2 separate regions of the Mus musculus genome follow, and region 1 is linked to region 2. The links are chromatin contacts, called in public Hi-C maps. All regions are on one chromosome and are shown on one strand. The core of a region is the stretch at or near the end of the contact, and the rest is flanking DNA. Distances in the headings are between cores, read along the strand shown.

Region 1 (2,778 bases), core at 157-2,656, 100 kb after region 2:
TTTGTATCTATCTATCTATCTATATATATCTTTCTATGTATGTATGTATCAATCTTTCTATGTATTTATGTTTCTGTGTATTTATATATCTTTGTATCTTGTATCTATGTCTGTATCTGTGTATCTATGGTCTATCTATCTATCTATCTATCTATCTAGATACATTTCCACTGCTGCACAGAGTAGGTCTAGTTTTGTAGTTAGACACATTTCCACTGCTGGGGATTTTATCTGGAGATTGGTTTCCTTTTGCATAAAGTGGAGTAAAAGTAGGATAGAGAAACACAGAGACACAAAGACAGCCACGGCAGCAACACAGATGCCTTCTGAGGCGGAACAGAGGAGGAACACACGCGTGAGCTCTGCTGGCCCTGGGACAGGTGGGAATGCTGGGGTGTTTTAGCCAACATGTGTGTGTGTGTGTGTGTGTGTGTGTGTGTGTGTATGTGCAATGCTTTCAAAGGGTCAATTAAAAACAAGACAAAATCCTCATGCTAGTCAGATAAAATTATCAGACGGGCAGATTTCTCCCGACATCTGCCAGGTCAAGGAGCCGGAAGGGAGGCTGGAAGATTGGGGTTTATCAGAGGCACGTTTTGATTCTCTGATTCTTGTTTTACTTAACATGGTTGAGGCAGGACAAGCACCTTCCCTTAGCCCTCCTTTACTAGGTTGTTCTTTGGTGGGGAAAAAAAAAAAGAATCTGTCTACTTGAAACTGGGACAAGAGCTAGCTAGAGGGGATACCTTTATTTCTTTTGCCAAAGATAACTCTGGAGATTAAAAAAGAATTCTCTTCGAGTTTACGAACCCAAGTCCCCACATGGAAAGCCAGCACACTGCAAGCTGCTTCCCTCTGGTGTCAGGTGGAGGCTGAGGAGGGGAGAAGGGAGACATTAGTGTCTGGCCCTCGGGAGCATGGAGGGTATAGCTGAACGGTTCCTAACCTTTCTCTTGCCCTGAGGGCTGTTCTTTAACCTCACGACTCTCCCAAGGCCAAGGCTATTAAATTCTATGCCCCGCAGAGAATGCCAGGGCATCTCCCCCTTCGCGGTATTCAAGAAGTGGGATCAGGTAAGATATGGGTCATTCTTGCCTACAGCTATGCTTTGTTTGCGTGACACAGTAGTTAAAAATTTTCGTAGTTTAAAAATTAACTCCAGGGCTGGAATGATGACTTATTTTGTGTCATGCTTGTCCAACAAGCTTGAGGACCAGAGTTCAAGCCCCTGGACCCACATAACAAAGTCAGGCCTATCTTCACAATGCCCACACTGGGAAGGCAGAGGCAGGACCATCCCGAGGGCTTGCTTGCCAGCCAGCATCTGGTCCACTTGCTCTGAGCCAGTGAGAAATCCTGTTACAAAAAGAAGAAAGACACCTCACAAGGAAGAACATGTGACGTGGTCTTTTGGTCTGCACATGTGTGTACACACGTGCATGCACACAGGATCACGATGTTCACTGTGGGAGCACGTGTACTTGCACACACATGCGCACATATATTGAGACTTGCCAGTTTATTCTATATGCCAGGGCTTAGAAGCCAGGGTATTTGGATATCTACATGAAGAGTAGAATTCATGGCTTCTTCTGGAATCTGAAAGCTGTCATTTTAGAGCCACAGCTGCCCTGCCACAAGTGACTATGGAAAATGTACCCACATTTCTGAAAGCACAGTCACCGTGGCGCCCATCAATCTGCGCCCAGCGCAGTCTGCTTTCCATGGCTTTTCACAGCTGACCCATCGTAGACAGCCAGGAATGGACGCCTGACCTCTGTGTTTATGGTATCGGTGGCTATGACGTAAATTGCTGTAAATGGCTCAGATACCATCTTTAATTTCAACAGCAGCCTGCTCTTTAGTTCCCGACTTTCCCTTTTAAAAGCCAGTATTGCTAATTATCCTGGCGAAGCATTCTCTGCTTTAGACTCGATAAAGTCCCCGCTAATGGATCTGATCTTTGGTAGGTTAATCTAGCAGATACCCTCTCTCTTTCTTTCCCCCTTCTGGTGTTTTCCCTTCCCCAGCATCCTCCCTGCCAACTCATTCAGCATGCGAGGAACCTTCAGGTGTTTCGGAGCCTTGGAGAACCTTCCAGGAAACGCTGCAAGCTTGCCATGTTGTCAGAGGCTAAAAGCACGATGTTCAATCCAAAAGCTTTGTGTAATTTTTTTTTTCAAATTCAACATTCAAGTTAAAAAACTTGGATGCTTCTCTGCCTTACATTTTAATGAGTAGCTTTTTCTAAAAGGCTTAAAAAAATAATTCCACAGGCACAAAAGTTTAAATGCTTTGCCCAATAGCGTGGCGTGCTGAGGGGACATGCTGTTTTTGTGCCATTTGAAAAGCGAAAATACGCAAATGGGGGCTGTTGGGATGGCTCTACGGTTAGGAGAGCTTGCTACTCTTGCGGAGGACTAGGGTTCGATTCTCCGCATCAACACTGGGTGTCTCCACTGCCTGTAACACCAGCTCCAGGGGATCTGACACTTCCTTCGGGCTTCTGTAGGCACCCGCATTCTTGACCATATACCACCACACACACATACATGAGCAAAAGTAATCTTTAAGAAGCCAACAGTACTCAAACAGCAAGCAGGAGCCAAGATTAGACAAAGAAATACTGAATATTATGTTCTCATGTCGTAACCGCATCAATGAAAAAAGCAAAGCAAGCAGCTTCTTATGGATTTCCCCCCATTGTATCATTTTATAGGTGTGTGTGTGAGCCTGGGTGTCTGGTAAACTTTTGTGAGAATCATTCTTCCCATTAGT
Region 2 (2,803 bases), core at 92-2,591:
TCTCCATCCTCTGGATTCATTCGGAGGATGTAGGTGTCTCTAGGATGTGAAGTTTTTCTGTTTCTTTTGGAGGAGAGGAGGGTGAGGCCCAGGAAGTGCCTTGCTTAGGGTCACAATCTGGTGCTGTTCGAGGAAGGAAGGAGAGGAGACTTGCCTCAGGTCTGCGCAGGTACGCATCCTCTGGGAGCCCCTCCCGGAGGCAGGGCTGGCCAGGGAGACGCTGGACTGTTCCAAGTGTCAGAGAAAAGCGTTGCCTGCTTGCTTCCGCACGTGCTACTTCCCGAGAAGGTGTTCCATCAACAGAAATGCTGATTCTCTGGCTTTCTCACGCTAAATTTAGAAATGACATTTGCATTTCCGCAGATCCACAGCACCGGCTTAGAAACAGTTCCCAGAGCCGGGGCCAAGTGAATAGTTTCCCTTTCTTGGCTGTGGGGAATTAGCAAAAATTAGGATGTGCCTGTAACAGGGTAGATGAAGACAGTTGAAAATAGTAAATGCATCCTTTTTAGGAGGTAAAAATCAGTTGTACCTCCAGTTAAATGCAGGGGTTCCAGCCAAATTTCTTCCCTCGATCCCTAACTCTGCCCCTCCCTCTTCCCTCCTCAGTGTCCATCTTCTTTTGTGTGTGTGTGTGTGTGTGGGGGGGCTTGTTAATTTTGAATATCAAAGTTTTTTAAAAATTTTATTTATTTATTGTGTGCATGCTTGTGTGTGCGTGTGTATGTGTATGCACATGTGAGTGTATATGTGTGTGTGCATGTGCCTGTGTATGTATGTGTGTGTGCATGTGTGTGCATGTACCTGTGTGTGTGCCTGTGCCTGTGTGTATGTGTGTGTGTGCACATGTGTATGTGTGTGTGTGTGTGATGCGCAAATATGCACAAACACACAGGCCACAGGGTGCTATGGAGGTCAGAGGACAAATTGCAGGCATGGGTTCTTTTCTTCATCTGGGCTCCAGGGGTAGAACCTAGGCCATCAGGCTTGGTGGCAAGCACCCTTTGCCCTCTGAGCCATCTCGCTGGTCCCAAACCTGACCATTTCTTATACCTTATTGGCAGCTCAAGATCTGAGGGAAGTTCCTGTTAGACTGCAACTCACCCGTTCTGCCTGCAGTTCCTGTGCACTTCTTAGTCCGTTTGATGGAGTTCAAACATTTGAAGAATTACACTGACTTTTTCCGTCTTGGCAGAGTTCTCCCAGCTATTGAGCAAAGGAACAAACAGCTTGTTTCCTGGTCAAGAGGGCGGGAAGCTGTCAACTCCCATCTGTCTCAGGGGTTGATCTACTTTTGGTGGTAATGTTCTACCGTTTCCCGGAGTCTATAAAATCATGAGCACATGTCACCACAAGAGGGCAGTGTGCGCTCTCTCCAGGAGCCCGTACAAATCCTGCCTTTCCCGCGGTGGGTAAAAGGATTTGTCTGGCAAAGGGCAAACCCATTAGGCATCAACATCCTGCATTTTCTTGCTGTTGCTTGTCATCATGGAAGCAATGATTGGAAAGTCCTGATTACCCGCACGATCTCCTAGACAGCGCACGTCTCTAAGCGCTTGCTTTCCAACGTACTGCTTTTGATTTTCACCTGTGCTACCCACGGAACGGGGGACCTAGGGGCACTTTCCCTGCTGCTGTTGGGAGAGCCTGTCTTATCTCTGTGGAGGTTCTCATCTGCGTGGGGGGCTGGTCCCGAGGTACCAGGAATGTGTTTAACAAGACAGCAATAGCTAAAGTTTTTAAAAGAGCCTTCATTCGTCTCTTGCAGGGGCTGCTGGTGGGGGATGTCATTATTAGTGCAAAATGTTCTGGAAAGTTCTCGATGATAATAACCTAAGGCAAGCATACATGAAGAATCAGTGAATTACGTTTTCAGTCCTTTTTTTTTCTTTAACCGACATGCCAAAAAAGTAAGATTTTTTTTTTTGATTTCATAAGCAAAGCCCAGAGGTGACATTTGTACAGTTGAAATATGGCCTACTGTGACTCCGTAGAATCTCATCAATAGATCTCTTTGCCAGATGGACCTGGGACTGGCAAAATCACCATCATGTCAGTGTTTCAGCTTGCGTTTGACTGGGTGTGAGGCAGTGAAGTGAGGGTCTGGGGCAAAGACCCTCTTTGCTTTCTCTTTTTATACAAAAATTCAGCAAATCAATTGTTGGCTTTAGACCTGCAGGGCAGAGTCTCCGTGTAGGCTGCTGTGTGACTTTCTGCTGAAGGTGAGGCCAGAGGCTCTCTGGAGGGCAGTGAGGATTGGTGGGCCAATGTGGATGTTCTAAGATGAGGGATCATCACTGGGTAGCCGCGAAGGTCAGGGAGAGCAGCCGATGCTGCCACTGGGGAGAGAGGTAGAACGTTCCAGAAAGATGGTGCTGGGTCCGTTAGGTCTTGATCGCTGGTGTCTGGCAATGACAGACAGAAAGATTTTCCCCAACAGAAACAGAGCAAATGAGGTTACAAATACATCCATGCACTGATGGCCAGGGATTCAAGCACTACATGCCTCCTGGGCTGGTACCTCACAGGCTGCAGAAAACCCATGATGTCACACCCCAGCAGGGAAGCCGGGAAGGTGAGATTTGTGACCCTTGGCACTCAGTCGGGGACAGTCATGCTCCTAGGAGACGTTATTTTTATTCAGGAGAGAAGGGCTTGTGGCACCTAGGGACGAGAAGAATCCCTGGCTTGATGGAGAAGAACTCTGTTACCACACGCCAGCAAGACAGGGTGAGAAGCCCAGAGAGACTTGCTCAGGAGGGAGAAAGAGAAGGGGAAGGGGGAACTTAGGGAGCTATGCACT

The links. A called contact is a pair of places that touch in the nucleus more often than the background predicts.
Region 1: a contact with region 2 is called in a Hi-C map of the N1E-115 cell line, with 11 times the contacts expected there. The contact joins two enhancer-like sites. A contact is called at or near these places in 2 of 39 promoter capture datasets (the HPC-7 cell line and second pharyngeal arch cranial neural crest), 3 of 484 Hi-C or Micro-C datasets (the N1E-115 cell line, embryonic stem cells and uterus), 2 of 115 datasets of contacts at active chromatin or transcription factors (the SCID.adh cell line and embryonic stem cells) and 1 of 9 other capture datasets (embryonic stem cells).

Annotation. Positions count from the first base shown.
Region 1 is chr2:169,163,230-169,166,007 of GRCm38.p6, forward strand. No RefSeq gene overlaps it. Among named protein-coding and RNA genes, the nearest start is that of 9430093N23Rik, 70 kb to the right of the region's middle. Within about 2 kb of position 1,407, at least 1 of the 459 cell types and tissues checked has an H3K27ac peak or open chromatin away from gene starts, as enhancers often do. A contact at or near this core is called in the N1E-115 cell line, where this site is marked.
Region 2 is chr2:169,060,385-169,063,187 of GRCm38.p6, forward strand. No RefSeq gene overlaps it. Among named protein-coding and RNA genes, the nearest start is that of Gm52536, 18 kb to the right of the region's middle. Within about 2 kb of position 1,342, at least 14 of the 459 cell types and tissues checked have an H3K27ac peak or open chromatin away from gene starts, as enhancers often do. A contact at or near this core is called in the N1E-115 cell line, where this site is marked.